7 separate regions of the Mus musculus genome follow, and all the other regions are linked to region 1. Evidence: chromatin contacts called from public HiCAR-type, HiChIP or PLAC-seq and promoter capture Hi-C data. All regions are on one chromosome and are shown on one strand. The core of a region is the stretch at or near the end of the contact, and the rest is flanking DNA. Distances in the headings are between cores, read along the strand shown. Region 1 holds the start of Cox6c (cytochrome c oxidase subunit 6C). Region 2 holds the start of Mtdh (metadherin). Region 3 holds the start of Laptm4b (lysosomal-associated protein transmembrane 4B). Region 4 holds the start of Pop1 (processing of precursor 1, ribonuclease P/MRP family, (S. cerevisiae)). Region 5 overlaps Gm32970 (a long non-coding RNA gene). Region 6 holds the start of Zfp706 (zinc finger protein 706). Region 7 overlaps Stk3 (serine/threonine kinase 3).

Region 1 (2,893 bases), core at 197-2,696:
TTTTCCAGCCAAATCATACTGTAATCTAGGGTGTCTACATTTGGCTGGATCATATACGTCTCAGTCTCCTTGTTGCTGGATTAAAATTCCCCTACATTGTATCAGTTCAAAGAACGCTCAGACTGTTCACTGTCATATAAAATCTGCTTGAAGGCTAAAGTTGTATTCTAAGTTTAAATTACTGGGCTTAAGAGATCTATCAATCAAACATGCCTCTAACCTGTAAGCCTCACTTGCCCAAGGGCAGATAATCTCTGGAGTGCTGGGGGCTGTTACTTATGTAAGATAGTGAACTATGGTGTTTTCTCTTCTGTAAACAACCTCACTTGCCCCAACTTTACAGGATAAGCTTGATCACACACAGGTGGAGGTAGGCTGGAGGTTCATAAGGAAATACATTGGGATCTAAGCGTGCCCCTGATTGGACGAAGGTGGGAAGTACTGACCCTTTGGGGGTTGCCTTTATAAGCCTCTGACTGAGTTGTAATGTGGCGATGTATTTTGGGATTCCTAGGTATGCACCTGACAGTGTCCACTGAACTGGCCAATGCTTAATAAAGCTTGTTTTAAATTTGGTTCAAAACTTACAGTAGCCGTTTTCACTATTCTCACCGGGTGGGATTAACCGTAGCCCTGGTACTCTGATCCCGTGAACCTTTCTTTGTAACCATGGGTTCAGTTCAGTGGTTTCACACCTTCAGTTATTCTCCATATAGTGTGATGGTGCATGTGTCACTGCTCAAGCAGGGTTCCTAAGCCCTCTCAAACCCTGCATATATATAAAGTAGGCTTACTCAGCTGACTTAAGTAACACCTGTGAATCTAGTTGATGTCACTGAAGTAAGATAAACGTCCCAAGGCACGAAAAGTCATCTTTAGTCGGCTTTCCAAAAACATCCCTGTTGTTCCCGTTCACACGTTATTTTTTATTAAGAACCCGACACAAATACCCATTACGATTTGTTAAGCAGATCATTGAGTCTGGCAGTGGAGTGGGATCACATCTCTAGTTTGTTCCACAGCATCGGTTCTAAAATTACATGTTAAACTCTGAAATTGGCCTTTCTCGCTCTTTGCCAAAAACCAAGCGTTTATTGTGCCGAGGTAGTTGTAATGAAAATGCTTATTCATGTGGTTTGGGCAATCCTTTGACACAAATGTCATGTCCCCCAAGATATGCCTTTTCTCAAGGTTGGGCATTTAGAAAAAAAAAGCTCTCAGATGATGTAGTGCCTTTATAGAGTATATTATTTTTTCCCCACATGTGAAATATATACGAATTCCTTAATAAGTTCACAACACCGGACAAGATTAATATTTGTAATTTACTGAAGAAACCTTTGTAGGTAGTCAGGACTCGTTTTCAAGGTCCTGTTTAGGGAAAAAAAAAAAAAAAAAAGACATAGTGTAACTGGCATAAATTTCAGCTGTGACCGGCTGGATGCGCGCTTGAATACTTTTGGACTCCTTAGGCCACCGTCGCCGGGTCCTCCATCGACTCTTGCGCATGCGTGCTGCTGGAAGGCTCTCCGTTTCTCCGAGAACCGGGAAGGACGTTGGTGTAGAGGTGAGAATGGTGGAGAGAGAGAGGAGATTCTGGGGTTTGACAACTGCGGGTTTCTCGGCTTCTCGTGGGGGCGGCGAACTAGGATGTCTTGCACGTCACAGCCCAGTGGAGCCTCGGGCCTGCCTTCCTCGTGGGCGCGTTGCCCCCGCCGCGTCCTCAGGAGGCTGCGGGCCTGACCGGCCTGAACTCGGGCGGCCCCGCCATCTCCCCGCGTGCGCTCTTAGGGCTCCGGAGGAGCTCTGCGGAGCCTCAGGGTCTCGCTGGTGGCCGGCCGGGCCCGTTTCCCCTTGTATTTTGCCGCGGCCAGGTTGACCTTGATTGGGTCGTTTGACCTGCGGGGGCTGGTGCTCCAGTTGGATAAGGGGTGCGACCTTGGAGGGGACTCAGGCACCGAGGGGCCCCGGTGGTCGGCCTGGTGTGGGAGTAGAATTGGGAAGCTGGAGGGTCCCCGATCTGTCGCGCCTGCTCCACCGGCCCTCGGGGCGCTTGCTGGGCTCTAGTCCCACAGCTTCAGTGACCTGAGTTCTCCCCGAAGGCTTTTCTTCCTAAGGGTGAATTCTGAAAAGGCAACAGCTAGGTCGCATCTGCCTTTCTGTGGATGGGGGACACTTTTGTCATGGTTTTTGCTCATCGGTTTGTTGCTGGTTACCGCCTTGTTGCGGGTAGTGGAAATGCGTAGGAGAGGAGCGGGCAAAGATGAAGTTGCCAAAGTCATTGACCTTGCAGGAGGGGTTAGGCCGCGATTGTAGATACTAAACTACGTTGTGCATGTAGAGTTCATTCAATCACTTAACCTGTTACAAGCCTTTTTTTTTTCCCCTCCTTGTTTTACTCGCAAAGGACATTGGCTACCATGAGTTCCGGTGCGCTGTTGCCCAAACCACAGATGCGTGGTCTTCTGGCCAAGCGTCTGCGGGTTCATATTGCTGGCGCATTCATTGTGGCCCTGGGAGTTGCCGCTGCCTATAAGGTATGTGCTTTAGGTCACAAGCTGTTCGTTTAAAACATTATTTTTTAAACCTAGTTAAGAGCTGTTTAAAAAAGAAACTCTATCTTCAAGATATTTCCCTCATTTACCTTCCAAAGGCTTCAACGTAACAGAAACCCTATCTTCAAATGAAAATGCGCCACAGTCATTACAGGTTCCCTCTTCCCAGGTATCAAGGTAAAGCTGACAACCAAGAAATCTGATGTTATAATTTACTCTAAGTCTGGAGATCTGAGCACCAAGGGAATGTTGGTATACTACCCAATACAGAAGCCTTGAGGGGAAAGTGTTAGCAGTTTTAACTGCTTATCCCAGTGTCCTGGTACAAGTCCCAGGGT
Region 2 (2,893 bases), core at 237-2,736, 1.9 Mb after region 1:
TTACAGAGAAATCACAACACAGGATACAGAAGTAAAACACTAAGGCCTAACAAAAATGGAATAGCTTTCGCATTTCCACATGTGGTCCAGCAAACTGCGGCTTGAAATCTCCTCTCAACCTTCTTCAGCATTTTAATCTGTCACCTCTTTATGCTTTATTAAAAAACAAAAAAGTCTTCCACATCCTTTGACTGTACTATAGACTACTTTGCTGTACTTGCCTTATGTTTTTCTCGGGGCCATATATCCCGAAGGCGTATTAGATCGCCAGCTCCCTTTTGCCCAGTTCCTGTACCAGCAACCCAATGGCCACACTCACCAGGATAAGACAGGGTAACCATTTCCCTTTAACATTTCCAACTAAGATGAGTATGGCTTGATCTGAACACCTGTAATCCTCTTTAAGCCAGTTTTTAGGTCACCCCTATCTTCCGTGACGGTCTCAGGTCTCAACGTGGCTTGAGATAGACATCTCTCTCTACCGGGCAGTCTTTTCAGAACTTCCCAACGTCACTGTAAGGTCCCATTAACCTCCACATGCAGCCTACTTTCTTTCACAGGCCTCTAGGAAGGATCTGCTTTTGGGGAAACCAAGGTTCTCATATGATGGCTGTAAGTTTGGTCACTTTTATTTATACCTACCCCTGGAGTTAATTTCCATTCAGGAAAACGCGACTTTCCTACTGGTTCTTACACTTTCCGACTTCCCCCTTCTCAAGGAACGTGTTCACCTACCACCTCGACCTGAGCTCTCGCTTCCCTTGACCACCGGGCTCCTCGCCACTACTCACTTTGGGCTTTTCAGGAAGCTTCTTCCGGTTCTTCTTCTTTTGCTCCTCGCTTCTGAGATTCTTCAGCTGGGCTAGGTCGTCGGGGGCCGGAGTCGGCGGGGCCGCCTCCTCCCGTTTGCGGGGCGGGCTCCTTCGCTTCTTGCGGGCGCCGGCGCAAGCCGCGGCCCAGCCGTAACCTAGAAGGAAGAGCAGGAGCAGCCCGAGAGCGCCGGTGCCCACCAGGATCACCCAGCCCGGGTACCGCTTCGGCTCTAGCCCCAGGTCGAGGCCCAACTCCGTGCGCAGAAAACCTAGGCCGACCGAGAGCAACTCCCGCAGCCGGGCAGAGCCCTCCTCGGCCTGCTGGGCCAGCTCGTCCTGCCAGCTTCGTGCAGCCATCTTCCCTCCCGTCAGAGAGACTCGCGGGATGACGCCGGGGAGCGGAGCCGCCGCTGGAACAGTCGTGGGAGGCGACAGGGCCGCGACACCTCAGGCCGAGCGCATCGCGGCCAACCCTCACGCCGGAGTAGGGGATAGAGGGCCGCCGCCGCCACGGGGAGAGCCAAAGGTTCCCAGTCTCCGCAGCCGGCCTCACGCCGCCGCCACCAGGAGGACACGGGGCGGCGGGGACAGAGTGTCTCCAGAGGCGGCCGCTAAGCGGCGTCGGGGCGCCAGCGCCAGGACCCGCTGTCCTCCCCCGGCGGAACAATGGCGGCTCCGGCCGCGATCCACGCTGCGCGCGGAGGCCGGTCGGGTCACGTGGAGGCTGTGGGCGGGGCATGCGTCACATGGGGCGATGGGCGGGGCCGGGCGGACTCTAGTCTTGGAGTGGGGTCTCCTTGAGCTGTGTGGGTTTGGAGGCTTGGGGCGACTCGGAGCTTGCGAAGCGGGAGCTAGAAATCTGACGGTGGAACTCCTTCAGGCTCGGGCTTTCTGGATGCTGAGAGGGATTCAGGTGTGAGGCCTGCGCACGAGCAAGGCGGCCAAACCCATCGGAGTATGAGCAGGCTTTCCGCTCTCTTTCCTGCAGTGGTGGTGCAGTGGACCGGCTTTTTCTCCCTAGGTCAGGGGCCAGTTGGATGCTTCCAGAGGGAGCTCGGTGGACTCTGAGGCAGCGAGCACGTGTAATTCACATCCGAGTATTTCTTCGGGGCGGACTAGCATATTAACGTTTGCCAACGTTTGCGTCTGTTCTGTCGTTCACTCCTGCTGTCTGTTGTCAGGCTCCAGATTTAAAAAGTCGGCAAACCCGTGGGAGGCACTATTATTTTTCTACTGATTTGTAGCCTTAATAGGAAATATTGAGAGGAAGCCCTTAGACTGTATTTATATGCAAGAGAAGCATATTATTTTAAGCTTTTATACAACCCCAAAAGAATTGCAATTTTTGAATGCTTGTGTTGTCCAACAGTCAAATGTAGCATTAGAAGGAAACTAGGTGGGTTGGGGAATGTCGCTCAGCAATAGAACATGCTTACTGAACATATGCAAGGCTCTGGCGTCGATTCCTAGCACCAAAAATAAAGAGCTGAGGCGCTTCTTCCCTTCTTAATTTTAAAAATGCTTGAGGACTACCCTACTATTTGTATTTTGACTTTGCGGTAAGGAAACAGTGTCTATAATTAAATGTTAATTAGCATGTAAGCAGCTGAAGTAAATACAAACTAAAAACCTATTCATGTATTTTGACCCATCAGTATTGTAATGAGTCTTGTGATTAATGGGTGGAATAGAGTTTTATACGTAATAAGCTACTCTTGCTAAGCTTTTTTGCAGACTTATAATTAAGGGCTAAGTTATAAAGGCCAGAACCTTAAAATGAGATCTGCATGACCTCTAAAATTAACAAATTCCATTCATATTTTTGGAATAAGATTTATAACCCCACCTATTTGGGTTGGTCATAGTTTTTCTAAGAAGTTCTACTGATCGTTTTAGATCATCACCTGTGGATTTATGAATTAGAGAATTACAGAAATTGTAGGTTAGCATACTAGTCCCTTTGACAGTCTAGCAAGTAAATGATTTAGTAAGATCAGGTCATCTTGTAGTTTTTTTTTTTTTTTTTTTTTTCCACTTGCTGTATTTGGTATCAGGGACATACTTGTCATTATATCTCGCCC
Region 3 (2,893 bases), core at 126-2,625, 1.7 Mb after region 1:
GAACAGCCAGAACCCACATATACCAAAGGTCTGTTGGAAAGCTTTTAAGACTAAAAAATTCTATTATGCGGCCATAATGGACCCAACTAAAGAAAACTTGAGACTATAAATAGAACTGTAACATCACGTGGAAGGGGAATGCATTGTTTAAAATGGCACAAGGCAGTTTACAATTCAATACTGAATATCTTTTTAAACTATCAAAGGGAGCTAAGAATATGTTCTAACTAAAAAGTTTTATATGCCACTTAACTACCACTTTCAACTACATTTCGTTGTTCTGCAGCAAGTAGCTCGGATCTCTCTAAAATGATGTCACAAAATCCAAAATATTGAGGAATCCGACTCAGTCCAAGGCTGCCAACCACCAACCAAGGGCAGCCAGCGCCACAGGGCAAGAATCCATCAAGCTAACTCGCTGCCCCAGAGAATCACATGTTTGTTCTTGACACAAATGTGAGCGCCAACCTGAAGGCCATTTTTAAAGAAAACTAAATTTGCCCGCCGTGCCTATTCAGAGGGATCACCTGTCCTCGGGCAGGAACCTGAGTGGTTGTTAAGATGGCTTCTCCAAGCCAACTGGAACACAGGCACACTTGGGTACCTTCCCTGTGTAAGAGCTTTAAACAGGCGTACGCAGGAAAATCCTCTCGAGAGGAACAAGAATTTCCCAACCGTTTCTGCTCGGACGCGAACTCGCGAGGGCGAACGCTGTGTAGCCGTGGTGCGTCCCGGGGGTGAACATGCCCGGCCCGCACCTCGCAGGGCCCGGTGCCCCACCCCCCCCCGCCCGGCCCCACATGCCCCCGCCACTGCAGCCCGGCTCTCCCCGAGAATTAACTTTCTAATAATACAACTTTAGGCGGATGATCGCGGGCGGCCCCCAGACCGACGCCGACCTAGAAGCGACTTAGTGGCGCGGGGTGAGCGGCGCGCGTGGGGACCCCGGGGGCTCCCTCGACGCCAGGGCGCGCTCACCAGGTACCAGACGCCCAGCAGGATGGTGCCGGTGCGGACATGGCAGCACAAACAGCAGCTGTGGGAGTAGAACCGAGTCCAGGGAGCGACCATCTTCATAGCTCCGGCGCTCGTGGAAGTTTGTGAGAGCGTCGCTCGCTTCGTCTTGGGTCCGCTGCTCCTGCCCCTCTCCTTGGCCGCCCCGACCCTCGGACCGCTCGCCCGACCCTTGGCTCTGCACTGTACCGAGAGCTCCGAGTGGCCGCTGCGACGGGACACTGGGCTCGAAGACCGCGGCGACGCTAGGAGGCAGGGGGGAGGAGAAGCCGTGGGTCACGTGGCCTGCCCGGGCTCGTGATGTCACCACCGGCTCCAGCCAGCTGCGGGCGCTGGGAGCGCTGCGCCAAATAAATGCTTCCTTGCTGGACCCTGAGGGAGTCTCCAGAATTTTCCTCCGGAAATGGGGTGCACCTTTGGTTAGGATTCAGATTCATTCCAGCTGTGTTTGCCTCACATCTAGCTTGCAAATAACCGGTGAATGCTGTGCTAGGATTGTAGTTATCTTGCAAACTGGCGGAAGGAAGGAAAACTGCTTAGAATGATTATTCCAGTCAACTGCGGTACTTTGAACCACTGCGGAACCCGCAGAGAGCAATTTATCTCAGCTTCCCAGCTCAATTACTTTAGTAGCAATCTTTTCCCAGAAAATAGAATGTGTGTCAAGGGCATCCTCACTGTGCTTCCGTGGCATTTTTAATAATGACTGAAGTTCTAGTAAAACAAAAACAAAAAAACAATTACTGCCAAAAGATCTATGCAAGTCACAATACACAGCGTTGAAAGAGCCCAGGCAGAGGACTAGGGTCTGGGGGCGGGGGATGTCCCTCCAGCTGCTGTTTTGGATAGGATCCAAGTTTAGCCTTTGATGACCACAGTGCTAGCTAAGAAGCTCTGATAACTTAAATTAAAAGTTCGTGTGAAGCCGGGCATTGGTGGTGGTGCACGCTTTAAATCTCAGCAGTCAGGAGACAGAGGCAGGCCAGCGTCTATAGAGCAAGTTCCAGGACAGCCAGTCTAGTCTATAGAGCAAGTTCCAGGACAGCCATCCTAGTCTATAGAGCAAGTTCCAGGACAGCCATCCTAGTCTGTAGAGCAAGTTCCAGGACAGCCAAAACTGCACAGAGAAACCCTGTTTCAGGAAAGGAAAGAAGGAAGGAAGAAAGGAAGGAAGGAAAGGAAGGAAGGGAAAAAAAGAGACCATGTGAAAGTTTTATTTCAGGATTAGAACAAGAAATAAAATGGGTTCAATTTGGCCGGTCAGTGGTGGCGCATGCCTTTAATCCCAGCACTTGGGATGCAGAGGCAGGTGGATTTCTGAGTTCAAGGCTAGCCTGATCTACAGAGTAAGTTCCAGGACAACTAGAGCTATACAGAGAAGCCCTGTCTTGAAAAACAACAAAAATTTAAAAAAGTTTTAAAATGGGTTCGATTTAAATTAAAGTACATGTCAAATAAGATGAAAGATGGTTCAAGATTGGTTAGTTTCACAAAGACGTGCATCTACCACACTCTAGTTTAAACTTGGCTTCTATTCCCAGAGATACCACGTGTAGGTCCTTGAGCAAAGATACAAGCAGGATAACTGTTGTGGGAGGAATTGGAAAAGCTCGGTATTTGTTTCTTTTCTTCGTAACATTAAAGATAATTTTCTCTCTGGGATTGTCTATTGTTAGTTATGGGCTGGGGCTTTCCTCTCATGTGGAGTGTTATCTCAGGATGCAGGAGGCTCTGAGCTCCATCCTCAGGGTTGCAAAAAGAGTATATAATTATGCCCACAGCCATTAGTGAACAAAACCACAAACATTAGTATTCAGGAAAGGGATAGTAATACAGACTGAGGAATACTGCATTGAAAGACTCTGAAAATTCAAAATTA
Region 4 (2,893 bases), core at 234-2,733, 1.4 Mb after region 1:
GCTCAGCCAAGATCCCAGGCAAGTTATGAACCCAGTGTTCTTACTGTACATACAGGTTTATGCTCTTAAGAAACAATGTTATACAGGCTGGTGAGATGGCTCAGAGGCTAAGAGCACTGGCTGCTCTTCCAGAGGTCATGAGTTCAATTCCCAGCAACCACGTGGTGGCTCACAAAACATCTATAGGGGGATCTGATATCCTCTTCAGGCAGGCAGATATATATGCAGCAGAGCACTCGTACATTAAATAAAGAAAAAGAAAAAAAAGGAAACAATGATATAAAAACAGGCCTAAATTTCTCTTTAAATTGTTCTCATGCCGCACGTCTTTGGATTGTGCTGGGCTGCATTGTTTGATTTAAAAAACTAGTTTGAAATTGAGTTGCTGGGTTAAATTTTATATTTTTTAAATCATTAATTTGGATTTGGGATTGAGATAGACTTTTCCAACAACTGGCCCTAATTATAGTTCCGACTGTACTACATATTTAGGCAAAATAGCATCTCATCACTGACTATTATAAAAATCAAACAACAAATCAGCTCTAAAAAAAAAAAAAAAAAGCCGGGCGTGGGGGCCCACGCTTTTAATCCCAGCACTCGGGAGGCAGAGGCAGGTAGATTTCTGAGTTCGAGGCCAGCCTGGTCTACAAAGTGATTTCCAGGACAGCCAGGGCTATCCAGAGAAACCCTCTCAAAAAACAAACAAACAAAAACAAAACAAACAAACAAACAAACAAAACCACTTTAGATGCTTTATGTCTTGCAGTATCAAATACTCTACCAAAACTCGTATTTATGAAAAAATAAACATACACACATCTATTTAGAGAGTAAAAATTAGTTTTTATCTTTCTCAAAAGGCAAAATTATACCAGCTACACTAAAGAATTGTTTTAAATATACTTCCTTATGATATATTATCAGTTACTAATTAGTACATCTTCTTATCTACCCAGGTTCGTTAGTGAGAAAGCTGAAGTCGTGAGCTAGGAGAAGATGACTCGCCTCCGGAAAGCAGACCCCGGTCTGCTCAAATCTTGAGGCGATCATGCATAGAAAGGAAGCACGGGATGGCGAAAGGCAGACAACCCACACCTCTGCTTGGTTCCCCGGAATGACCCATCCCTGTCCTTTACGGTACCCAGAAAGGGATACAAGCGCATTCCCAGAGGGGATTCCGCCTGGCAGGGCAACGATAAGCATAAAAACGAGCACAGGAGCCTGAGGCTCTGGACTGCAAGAGGGCCCGCCCGGGCAGCATGGACCTCCCCAAGTGAAAAGCGCCGCAAGCCGAAGCCGCCACTGTGGGCAAGCCCCCACGCGAGGCCCCCGCGAGCTGGCGGCCCCGGCTAAGCATTAGTGCCTCACCACCAACCTGCCAAAAGTTCCGAGGGCTTCGCCGGTAAGAATGACAAGGTTCTGAGATCCCTAGAAGCTCCCACCACAGAGGGTGAGCGAGCGGGCTGAGGGCGCGTGCGCAGCACGGCTTCTTCCTCCACGTGTCCCGGAGTCGCTTGTAAACTACAATTCCCATCGGGCCGTGCGAATTCGCACGGGGCTGTCCCTGAACTAAAACTCTTTTGCCTAGGGCTGTCTGGTCAGTGGACAAGAGTGGGTGTAGTTACTTACCATCGTTTCTTCTTCTGGAGGGTCTTCAAGAGGGAAGGATTAGCATGTCGTCCATAATCAGAAAGGTGATCAGCACCACAAAAGCCCCGGCGGCCATTGGTCCCTACAGGTAATGTTTTTTACTGTAGCTCTGAAGGACCAGGTAGGTGCAGTGTTGCAAGTTTGGAGCTTTGGCCCCTGCTGGTCCGAGCAAAAGAGAGTCTTAGAACGCGCGAAGAAACTAAGTTCAGAAAGAGTACAGTGTATCCAAATCCCTCAGAGAATGGGGGAGCCCTGGTGCTACCAGAAACTTGCACTCCTAAGATCTTGCCCCCATCTGGAGCTGCCGGGGCCCCGAAGGCGAGCTTGCTACATGCTTTCTCTGGTTAGAAGTGGCATCACCCCAACCCCCTTGCCTTTCGTCTTGGTGGCTTCTAGTTTTGGTTTTTGTAACAATTTTATTAAGATAGAATAAACAACCCATAGAATTCTCATTCTGTTAGTGGGTTCAATTCAGTGGCTTTTACTATGCCCAAAAGTTGTGTAGCCATCATCACTTTCTATTCTCAAAACATTTACATCCAACCTAAAATAAGGTTTATACCATTAGCATTTATTCCACATGGCATCTTTCCCCAGCTCCTTACAACCACCCATTTATTTCCTCTCCATCACTATAGGGTTTATCTGTTAAAGACGTTTGCTATAAAAAGTATAATACACTGTTTGGTCCTCTGTGACAGGCTTCTTTTACTAGCATGAAGTTTGATCTAACCCTTTCTTAATTTACAAGATATGCTTGTCTCATTTGGACAGTACTCAGCAAATACCTGTATGTCTATCCTAGTCTCTGGCTTCTATAACGTGTAGGAATGCAATGATGCTTATGAATGGTTTATCCATGCCTATTTACCACTAATATCAAATGCAAGTAACACCAAAGGTGATCTTCTGAGATTATCCTATATACTAGAGCTAACCATATATGTACTGGAAAAATAAAAACTACCCTTTGGCATTTATCTCTGCTTACCAGAAGTGCTTTTAAATAGAAATGGTACTTTCTTTTCACTTCCTTCTGTGGGTGCTATGAAGGACAGACTAACTTTGTAGCTCAGACTAACCTAGAACCTGCTGTTCTCCTGTTTGAGCATTCCTAGTGCTGACGTGAAGACCAGCACACTTAACTTAAAACCTTGTTCCTCAAAATACCTCAGCTTTAAAAATCACTGTATTGTATCTTATATAACTTTCTCCTCTCTAACTTCTAAGTCTTCACTAA
Region 5 (2,893 bases), core at 223-2,722, 1.2 Mb after region 1:
ATGAACTATTTCTAGTTAAGAAGCAGAACCATTATGTAAGGCTCAAAACGTGGGGGAGGGGGCAGTGTTCTGTAAACACACATGTGCACATGCATGCACACACACAATCAGAGGTTTGACAGAGTTCTCTAGTTCTTAAGAATGGAGTGGCAGGCTCCCCAAAATGGCAGTTTTGAAGACAATGTCCTAAGACGGTAGTCCAGGCCTGATCCAGGCCAGATACCAGATAAACAGAAACCCAAATTCAGCACTCCTCCGAAACCTCATCATGTGTATTTCTATTTGTCAGGAAAGTCACGACTTCCCTTCTCTGGCCCCAACAGTCAGTAGATAGAGACAAACTGCATGTGGTTCCCAATCAACCTGAACATCCTGCACCAGCTCAGGTCCCCCACCCTGCTGACGGCCACATACAGCACTTGTTCTCCCACTAGGCTCTTGCTCTTCCTCTCTGAGCTAGTGCGGTAGTCTCTCTTCCAATGGACTGTCTTTTCTACCCACGAGGTGATCTAGTTCAGCTGTTTCATTGATCCTCATTTACATTTGGTACCCAAACCTGGGAAAGACACTTGAACCCCTAAAATCTTTACTATAACCAAACTAAACTGCTGACTTGGCTCTCCTGGGCATGGATCATTTGCCTTTGCTGGCCTTTTCTACCCACCATATTCAAATATAGAGTGTGTCTCTTTGGTTACTTCTCTTTACATTTTATTACTACTCTTTTCTCCCTACCTACTGAGTGCCTGCCCTCTCTCTCCCTCTCCCTCTCCACCTCCTCCCTATCTCCCACCCCCTTCCTCCCTTCCTCCCTTCTTCCATTTTCCTCCCTCTGGCTCAACAGAATCCATACTGGTATGCCAGGCTGCCTCCCAAGCCCTTTTAGGCACCCCAGTTACATGGACAGGATGCCTGTCCGCTGTGATGCTGGGTATCTCTCTGACAAAGCTTGGTCCCCCAAGGATACCCTTGAACTGAGACTCCGTCTTACTGCCCTTCCCTACCCCTTACCATGGTGCTCTCTCCGTGTCTCCATTTATCCTCATGATAGGAATAGAGTTCCACAGCCTCTCTTTCCTCACACTTAGACATGCAGTTGGTACCCTCATTCTGGTGGGATTCTTTTCACAGCCCCCACTACCTGGACTTAGAAAAAAAGAATAGTTCCTAAGTCTCCTGCCTCCCCTTGCTGGGCCCAGGGAATTCTTTACTGCTGCCCTTTCTTAAATCTCCCGCCCCTCATTCAAAATTAGACCCTTCAAAACTCCTCTCGCCCTTCCTTCTCAAATCTCTTTCCCTTTTCAGACTCAAGGATACATTAAGCCTCCCATAGGGTGGTAAATTTTGGCAAACTGAAAGAGGTTACCCAGAGGCCAGATAAGAATCCTGCTGAGTTCACTGCCTGACTCTCCTTCAGCACACCATGCTAGAGTCTAATTCTCAAGAGGGCATGCTTGTCCTCAACTTTCACTTCCTCTCTCAGGATCCTGTTATTAGAAGAGAACTTAAAACATACATGATGACCCTCAAAACCCTCAGAGAGCACAGCTGGAAGTAGTGTTAAAGGTGTTTAACGGAAAGGAGGAACAGGAAAGAACGGTAAGGCTTCCTGTGATAGACAGAAGTGCCAGTTCCTGGCAGCAGGCCTCAGGCCACCTCCAGAGAAAATGGGGCACAAGCAGACTCCATATAAGACATGCTTCAGGCATAAACACTGGTCACTGGGTGAAGAACTGCCCTGGACTTTGCCTGTCACCAGGACCCTACCCTAACTGTCGACAGGCAGGATGCTGTAGGTTGACTACCCTTTTTCTTGCCAAGGTAGGTATCAGTCCCCCACATTCCTCCTCCACAGGAAAATCTCTTGGAGCTTCTGGGTCTGGCAGTCAAAAACAGATGCTTCCCTGGGACCCCAGCGCCTATCAAGGCCATTGAGATCACCACACTTCTGTGGTGCAGCAAGCTTAAGTTTCTGCCACTTTTAATTGATATGGTGGCTATATGGTTCATACTTCCTGCTCACTGCAGTAAAACCTACCCTTCTCAGATCACTGTGATAGATGTTGACAGCTGGCCTCACCAGCCTAGGGTTACAGGCCCTCTCCTCTGTTCCCTCAGGACCACCAGGTTATCCACGTCTTCCTCATTATGTCTAGCTGTCTAACCCTATTACTGGGTAGGGATGTCCTGGTCAAACCATGCTTTTCCTTTTCCTTTTTGTTTTCGTTTTTTAAAAAAAATCTAACCCCTTCCAGAAATTTCCTTCTACTTTTAGTGTCTGAAGAGTTTCCTTGACCCAGACTTATCTTCATCCACATAGTCTAGTATCTGCTGCTGTAGCAACAAGCAGGCCTCAGTGAGCTGGTCCCAGGAGCTGCCTGGTCAGTCCATCCACAGCCCAAAGTTCTGGTTTTATCCCAAAACCTTTCTGGCCTTACCAAAAGGGTACACAGGACAGACATGCTGCTTGCTGGTGATACAAATTTGAGATCACTCAAGGAAACATTAAATTATCTGAGTTTCTTAAATAAAAAGCTTCAAAATAAAGTTCAATTATCTATCAGTCTATACTGATTTAAAAAAAAATCAGTGAAACTTCCCAACAGGCTCACAAACTTTGTCACAAGAATGTAAAGAATATAAGGAGAGAGAGAGAGAGAGGAGAAAAGAAAAATGAATGAAAGAAATTCCTTGGGTAAAACACATTTGATCTTCTTCTGCTAATAAACAGAAACCTATGAAAAACTTCACAAATATTGTTAATATTCTACAACAAGACACAAAAAGACAGTAAGGAGATTGCTACTATCTTGTTTCATTCATTGACTTATAAAAATACAAATTCTGATTAGCCCTGTAAGTGTTTGAAGTGTAAAAGTCAGTTAGCTTTCCT
Region 6 (2,893 bases), core at 286-2,785, 1.1 Mb before region 1:
GTCCTGTCCTGAGAGAGAGAACTAACTCCAGCTACAGCTTTTGTCAGGTTCCTGCAGGAGATATGAATTAAAAACTCAAGGGATACTAGCTTTTGAGTATTCCCCCAGGCCACAGGACAAAAAGCAACAAACCAATCCTACTTCACAAGACTTCAGACACCACCTCACCCCTGCAGATGTCACAGTCTAGTTGCAGTGTCCATTGTCATTCATGACTAGACAAACAGCTCTTTGTATTTCCCAAGTCTAGATCCTCCAAGACTCTCAACCCAAAAGGCAGATTAACACAACAGTAAATGTGGCCACCATTAATAACTATGTTATAGCTTCTTGACATGTCTGTTCCAAACCTGTCTCTTTAGACACATTCTGTTCAATATTGTTTTTTCAGCACTTTGTTGGTCACTGGCTATACAGTAATAAAAAGGAGATTACAGATTACCATCAGCAACAGTAACAAAACTTAAACACGTAACTACATTTTAATAAAGGCTTGTGAGCATAAAGTGAAATGAATCAAAGATGAGCCCACTTCAATCATGGCCCAGCTGCGTTGCACCTTTCTGGCTATTTTTAACAATACTGTGACAAGGTTATCATAGTACAAGTAAAGTAGACTATGCTCATAGTCAACGAATTCTCTGGCTACTGGCAGGCAAGTTTGAGATTCTGACTGGGCATGGCGACACATGGTCATGTAGCTCCTGTGGAGGTGAAAGGGTTCAGTTCTAGGACAGACTGAACCACATAGTGGTTTTAAGGCCACAAAAGCAGTATACCTATAACCTAATTAGATCTAATGGGGAGCAGCTTGTTGCAGGTACAGGGCAACAAATGCAGAGATTTACAACGCCATTTCTAACCACCACTAGATGTTAGAATTGCAATCGCTCTTAATAAGGTATCTGAAGTTCACAACGTGGTCTAAATCAAGTGGAGGCGGGGAACGACCTTTTATTCTTTCCCCAAGTATTAGCAATCCAATAGCCAGCCTGCACAGGCCAAGCGAGCACGTTAGGATTTAGCCGATTTTTCAGGCTCAAGTCTCCATCTATGTGAAAGTCCCTAGTAAGTCAAAATACCCTGAGCACGGAACCAGTGAGGGAACAATGGCAGCGAGTCTGGCAGGGGGTCATGGCCGAGCGGCGGCCACGCGGGGCCCCGGACGCGACTCCCCCGCCGCTCCGGCTAGCGCCTTACAGGGCTCCCGGCTGGCCAGGGAAAAACGAGGGCGGCGGGGCAAAGGCCAGGCCGGGTGAGTGAAACACGAAAGAGTGACTGCTGAGCCACTCGGCCGACAGCCGCCCGTAGACCGGAGGTCACACACCGCAAGGGCAGGGGGACACGCTGAGACGACACCGAGAGAGCGGGCGGGAAGCAGAGGGGCGGGCGAGGGCCCCGCAGTTCCCGTCTTAGGCCCCGCCCCCGCGCGCTTATGTAACAGGGGAGAGCTGCCATTGGCCTGCAGACCGGAAGGACGCGGGCATGCTAGAGGGGCGGGGCAAAGCCGCCGCAGGAAGGTGAGGGGCGGGACCGCGCGGGCAAGCAGGCGGCGCTGAGGCGACTGGGAGTGCGGCGCGGCGTGCGCGGGCACGAGCGACGGGCCTGCCTCGGGCTCAGGCGCGGCGGGCGCGCGCTGCGGCGGGTGTGCGAGGCGCGGGCTGTTGTGCTCCCGGCTCTGCTCGGTCCTTCCTCTGCGGGTGGCGGAGGCCCCAAGCGGTGCGGGGCTCGACCCTTCCTTCCCTACTCGTCCTGCCCAGCTCTTCTCGCGCTGCGCGGTCTCTCGGACGCCAGACCGGCCCGGCCCGGGTAAGCGGCGCCGCAGGACGCGGGAGCCGGGGCGGGAGGCACGCGGCGGCGGGAGGCCGGGGCGGGCGTCGGACTCCCGGCGGAGCGGGCGCGGGGCTGAGGGCCGCCGAGGCCTCGGGCGGGCCGGGCTGCAACCGTGGGGTTGAGTCTGCCCACGAATGGCTGTTGAGAGCTGGGATCGTGCCGCGGAGCCGACCTGGGCCCCTTGCTCTGGCTGGTTGCAGAGTGTGAGCCCATTTCCTGGCTCCCCGGCCTCAGAGTAAGTTGTTTCTCTTTAAGCGGCCCCTTAGGGCCTCCTTCTCAAGAGTCCTGGTATTCCAAGAACTCTTCCTGGTTCGTAGCTCATTTGCAGCCTCCTGGGAAAGCTAAAACTTTTATTAAAAATCAGCTGGTAACTGTTTGCAAACGATTTATTGCCTTTCAGTTTGTCCCACTTAATCAGGGAGCGATTTATACGTAAGATTTTGTCAAAAACTCGATGAGCTGGTCAAGAGCAAATTGTAAGTTGAACTGTCCGAAAGCAGGTGGTTGGATCGTTTGCACTTCTGCTTTCAGAAAGGAAATCTGTGCTGTCAGAAGTTAGGGGCCTGCCCCGCTCAGCTAGCCTGTTAGAACAGATCTCCTTTGCCTAGTGTTACATTTTGTGTTTATTGAAGCGTTTGCCTTTTTGTAACCGTTGGTGGTGGTAAAGAAAATGGGTTAAATCTTAGGTGTTCTGTTGTGTTTTAGGAGAAGCCCTAAACGCAAAAGTTAAAAAATAGTTTTTGCTTATCTGATGGCATTGTTTTTACAGCACGCTTCATGAAAAGGTTATCAAAGTAGCTGCTTTAATTTCTAGATGGCAAGGAAAGTTCTGGAATTACTGATGTGAGGTTCTGTAACTTAAGCATAAAACCCTTAAGATCTGTTCACCAAGTAATTCACATACATAAGCCATGCTTTATGGAAGAGTTAAGATGTTTTAGACAATCAGAATGATCTAGTAAAGATCTGATACTAAGACAGGGGGACATTAAGAGTGTTTTCAGGACTGGAGAGATGGCTCAGCGGTTACGAGCACTGTCTTCTCTTCCAGAGGTCCTGA
Region 7 (2,893 bases), core at 269-2,768, 1.0 Mb after region 1:
TAAAGATTATTTTATGTATAAAATACTTGTTCTGCCTGCATGTCTGTGTGTAAATCATATGTGTGCAGTGCCCATCAAGGCCACAAGAGGATGTGGGATCCTCTGGAACTGGAGTTGCAGGGGTTGTAATCTGTCCTATGGGTGCTAGAAATGGAACCTAGGGACCCTGGAAGAGCGGCCAGTGTCGGTTGCTGAGCCATCTCTCCAGCCTCCTGAATGTTCAAATAAACTCTGGTGTTTCTAAAACTGTAAACTTTCAAAAGTTATAGTATTTTACTGTTTCACAAAACTGTTGCCTTAGGTAAGATTACAGTGTCTGCTGGAGGCAAGCAGTTGATTCATGTAACTACTGCATTGTATAGACATATCCATAGTAACATGAATCCATATAAAAGAATATCTCCTGTAGAGCTAGCCTGAAAACATTAAATAGCCGAATGCCGTCCAGGTCTTTTCACTCACTCGGCTCCCCAGGGAGTGTCCAACACGTTCTGAGGGATACTTTCTCACTGAAGCCTTGAAACAGCTTATTAGTCCCTAGTTGCCAAACTTATCCATACATAGTTTACTGCCTTACACACAGCCCATCAATGCTATTGGTGATTCCTTTCTGGTCTAGACAAGAGTTTCAAAACACATAATGCTAAATTAAAAAAAAAAAAAAGGTGAAATTTAAAAATAGAAAAGCAGGTCTTCTCTCTTAAAGGTGGAAGATGTGCAGCACCAACTATGGGCAGCAGAGGGTGCTGGCTAGCCAAAGACATAATGTTCTCATGGAGGCCGAGTGAAACCTTGTCGTTGTGAGGGGGGCTTCAGTAAACAATTGCTCATGTCTGTGGAGCACAGTGGCTTCATGTTCTTCGGTTCCACAAACCATTAATCTGAAAGGGACCCGTCTTCCTAACTACTCAAGAGCCAGCGATCAGCTGGAGGTATCCATCCTTCACAAATGTGTGCACCTCCTGTGTTTGACCTCACCTCCACCCTGTTGAGGATTGCTCACTCAGAACTCACTCCATACAATTCAGGTAATGTTGGAGTGTTTAATTTTACTTCTTTCTACTGGCTTCCAGTAGTAACTTTCTTAATGAGACTTAAAAGCCTTTCGAAAAATAGTAGCAGGTTATTCACTCTGCTCTAAGCTAGCTAAGAAGCCCACTCCTTTAGGAGCCACTAAACAGTGTCTCATTTGAATGATCAGAGCAGAGATTTCCCAGGGAAAGAGAAAAATCCACTGCCATCATCCTGGCAGAGTCACGTGCCCTGTTTGGTATTGTTATAATTTAGAATGCAAAAAGATCAGTGAAAAACAGTTTGGGGTGACTGAAAAATTGGAAGGTAGTTAACAAAACCCACAGATGCCTTCATATTTAAGAGTGCTTCCTTTTTTGAGCAGCATAGCCTGGTGCAGCTGCTGACATGACAGCCATTGTGGACTGTGAGAAAGAGGACAGTCTGGCAGCAGGCTTTGTAGTGAGGATGATGAAATGAGGCAGTTAACACATCTGCAGGAAGAAAGCAATAGCCAGAGCCATGCCTGTCAGCACTGCAGCTGGGCTTCAGTGAGGTGCTGAGGATACAGAGACTGTGCTTGATGATGGTGGGCCTCGGGGCCTCTCACACATGACACACTCTGGCAAAAGAGAAGGAGCTGATAAAGTTTTCTCGTGTGAATGTCCCTAATAGAAAATGGGCCAGTGGAACTGAAAGAGAACACTGATAGCCAGAGAGGGCAGTGTGTGTGAACCGGCTTTAAGGAATATGATTCTGTTTAACAATAGTTTCTTAGCAAATTTAATTTTGTCTATTTTGGTTTTGTACCTCTTCTGAAATAAAAAAGGCAAGGAACATCTTTTTTACACTATTCTTGCTCACTGCTTCTGTTCATTCCAGGTGTTAGGCACGTAGGGCTTGGTCTGCTGTATCACTCGGGACTGGGGATCACATAGTGTTATCTGAGAATACAAAACAGTGCGTAGACGATTCCTTAAACAACAAAATATTCCAGCCACTTGTACATGGAAAGTTCCTCAGGAGCACGTTGACTTCTGTATTGCATAGCTGCGTTATTATTATTCCAGCAGAGATAACCCAACAGCATGGCTCTCATTTGCTTCCTAATTACAGATGCATTTCCCCTTAATCCTTATTAAAATGGACTTTTTAAAGAGTAAGCTGAAATTTCATCCTGTAAAATAAAATGTAAAGATTTACTAGTAAAACTACTTCATATTAATGTGTATTATTCAAACCAGAGCTCACATTCTGATCCCCAAGTTTCCACTCACGACCACAGTCTCCTGGCAGGGCAGTGTGTAGATGCAAAGTGAGATTCGATGCACTCTGAAGAGCCCCAGCTGGGGCTCGCTTGTGTTGTCACAGTAGTTGTGAAGCCACTCAGAAAGCAGGTGTCTGGCTGGAGCCTGGCCTCCCAGGTATGTCAGCTTGGTACTGCCCTGGCACTGACAGACTCTGGGGACATTTGGGGAGGTACTCATTTTAAAGGTAATACTAGAGGCAGACTCCCTCGTGCTTTGTGCTCTACCAAGTGAAACCAGAATGTTTAAGCCCTACCCCACTCACACCTTTTCCATTGAAACACTGTAAAAGTCCTTGCAGCCCATTCGTTTACCATAATGGTCCAAGCATGAGGTTTGCTGAGTGCTTATTACAAGTAATGACAAACAGGATGGCTCAGTGCACAGACACTATAGTCCTCTCCGTAGACTAGAGTCTTGGATGGTTACCTTTGGAAGTTGATACCTCGATCATAGGACCCTAAGACAGTAATGTTCCCTTGGTCTCATTTTATACCCTCCTGGATGTTTTCCCTCCATCATACTTTCTTTTTAATGCAGGGTCTCTCCCTGAACCTGGACTCACTAATGTGACT

What was found. Promoter capture Hi-C pulls out the DNA fragments that hold promoters and counts their contacts. HiCAR-type assays count read pairs that join an accessible place to other places. HiChIP or PLAC-seq counts read pairs in DNA pulled down with a chosen protein or histone mark.
Region 2: a contact with region 1 is called in a promoter capture Hi-C map of liver, with 4 times the contacts expected there. The contact joins the promoter of Mtdh here to the promoter of Cox6c in region 1. A contact is called at or near these places in 4 of 39 promoter capture datasets (the 3T3-L1 cell line, hippocampal neurons, liver and 1 more) and 2 of 115 datasets of contacts at active chromatin or transcription factors (astrocytes and embryonic forebrain).
Region 3: a contact with region 1 is called in a promoter capture Hi-C map of pre-B cells, with 3 times the contacts expected there. The contact joins the promoter of Laptm4b here to the promoter of Cox6c in region 1. A contact is called at or near these places in 2 of 39 promoter capture datasets (hippocampal neurons and pre-B cells) and 1 of 115 datasets of contacts at active chromatin or transcription factors (astrocytes).
Region 4: a HiCAR-type map of astrocytes shows a contact between it and region 1, with 6 times the contacts expected there. The contact joins the promoter of Pop1 here to the promoter of Cox6c in region 1. A contact is called at or near these places in 14 of 39 promoter capture datasets (the 3T3-L1 cell line, 3T3-L1-derived adipocytes, the HPC-7 cell line and 9 more), 2 of 484 Hi-C or Micro-C datasets (CD4 T cells and cortical neurons), 6 of 115 datasets of contacts at active chromatin or transcription factors (astrocytes, embryonic forebrain, forebrain and 3 more) and 2 of 9 other capture datasets (adipose tissue and liver).
Region 5: a promoter capture Hi-C map of pre-B cells shows a contact between it and region 1, with 3 times the contacts expected there. The contact joins the enhancer-like site here to the promoter of Cox6c in region 1. A contact is called at or near these places in 4 of 39 promoter capture datasets (the 3T3-L1 cell line, 3T3-L1-derived adipocytes, embryonic stem cells and 1 more).
Region 6: a contact with region 1 is called in a promoter capture Hi-C map of erythroid cells, with 13 times the contacts expected there. The contact joins the promoter of Zfp706 here to the promoter of Cox6c in region 1. A contact is called at or near these places in 2 of 39 promoter capture datasets (erythroid cells and liver), 1 of 484 Hi-C or Micro-C datasets (CD4 T cells) and 1 of 9 other capture datasets (adipose tissue).
Region 7: a contact with region 1 is called in an H3K27ac HiChIP or PLAC-seq map of T-cell acute lymphoblastic leukemia, with 15 times the contacts expected there. The contact joins the enhancer-like site here to the promoter of Cox6c in region 1. A contact is called at or near these places in 6 of 39 promoter capture datasets (the C10 cell line, embryonic stem cells, hippocampal neurons and 3 more), 1 of 484 Hi-C or Micro-C datasets (cerebral cortex) and 3 of 115 datasets of contacts at active chromatin or transcription factors (T-cell acute lymphoblastic leukemia, astrocytes and embryonic forebrain).

The regions. Positions count from the first base shown.
Region 1 is chr15:35,936,799-35,939,691 of GRCm38.p6, reverse strand. Cox6c (cytochrome c oxidase subunit 6C) reads left to right here and starts at 1,446. Exons shown (of 4, transcript NM_053071.2): 1 at 1,446-1,567; 2 at 2,408-2,537. The coding sequence starts at 2,421.
Region 2 is chr15:34,081,312-34,084,204 of GRCm38.p6, reverse strand. It overlaps Mtdh (metadherin), which reads right to left and starts at 1,486. Exons shown (of 12, transcript NM_026002.5): 1 at 792-1,486. The coding sequence starts at 1,169. Gm41291 reads left to right here and starts at 979. Exons shown (of 1, transcript XM_011245387.3): 1 at 979-2,463. The coding sequence starts at 1,198. The coding sequence ends at 1,731.
Region 3 is chr15:34,236,508-34,239,400 of GRCm38.p6, reverse strand. It overlaps Laptm4b (lysosomal-associated protein transmembrane 4B), which reads right to left and starts at 1,375. Exons shown (of 7, transcript NM_033521.3): 1 at 979-1,375. The coding sequence starts at 1,077.
Region 4 is chr15:34,493,901-34,496,793 of GRCm38.p6, reverse strand. It overlaps Pop1 (processing of precursor 1, ribonuclease P/MRP family, (S. cerevisiae)), which reads right to left and starts at 1,483. Exons shown (of 16, transcript NM_026340.3): 1 at 1,379-1,483. Rida (reactive intermediate imine deaminase A homolog) reads left to right here and starts at 1,548. Exons shown (of 6, transcript NM_008287.3): 1 at 1,548-1,741. The coding sequence starts at 1,677.
Region 5 is chr15:34,774,525-34,777,417 of GRCm38.p6, reverse strand. The region is part of intron 2 of Gm32970 (a long non-coding RNA gene); the gene reads left to right. Among named protein-coding and RNA genes, the nearest start is that of Kcns2, 61 kb to the left of the region's middle. Within about 2 kb of position 1,472, at least 22 of the 459 cell types and tissues checked have an H3K27ac peak or open chromatin away from gene starts, as enhancers often do. A contact at or near this core is called in pre-B cells, where this site is marked.
Region 6 is chr15:37,006,044-37,008,936 of GRCm38.p6, reverse strand. It overlaps Zfp706 (zinc finger protein 706), which reads left to right and starts at 1,535. Exons shown (of 4, transcript NM_026521.4): 1 at 1,535-1,809. LOC115488529 reads right to left here. Exons shown (of 2, transcript XM_030248876.1): 2 at 464-2,081. The coding sequence ends at 1,133.
Region 7 is chr15:34,889,451-34,892,343 of GRCm38.p6, reverse strand. All of the region lies in intron 10 of Stk3 (serine/threonine kinase 3), which reads left to right. Among named protein-coding and RNA genes, the nearest start is that of Gm52204, 19 kb to the left of the region's middle. Within about 2 kb of position 1,518, at least 42 of the 459 cell types and tissues checked have an H3K27ac peak or open chromatin away from gene starts, as enhancers often do. A contact at or near this core is called in T-cell acute lymphoblastic leukemia and pre-B cells, where this site is marked.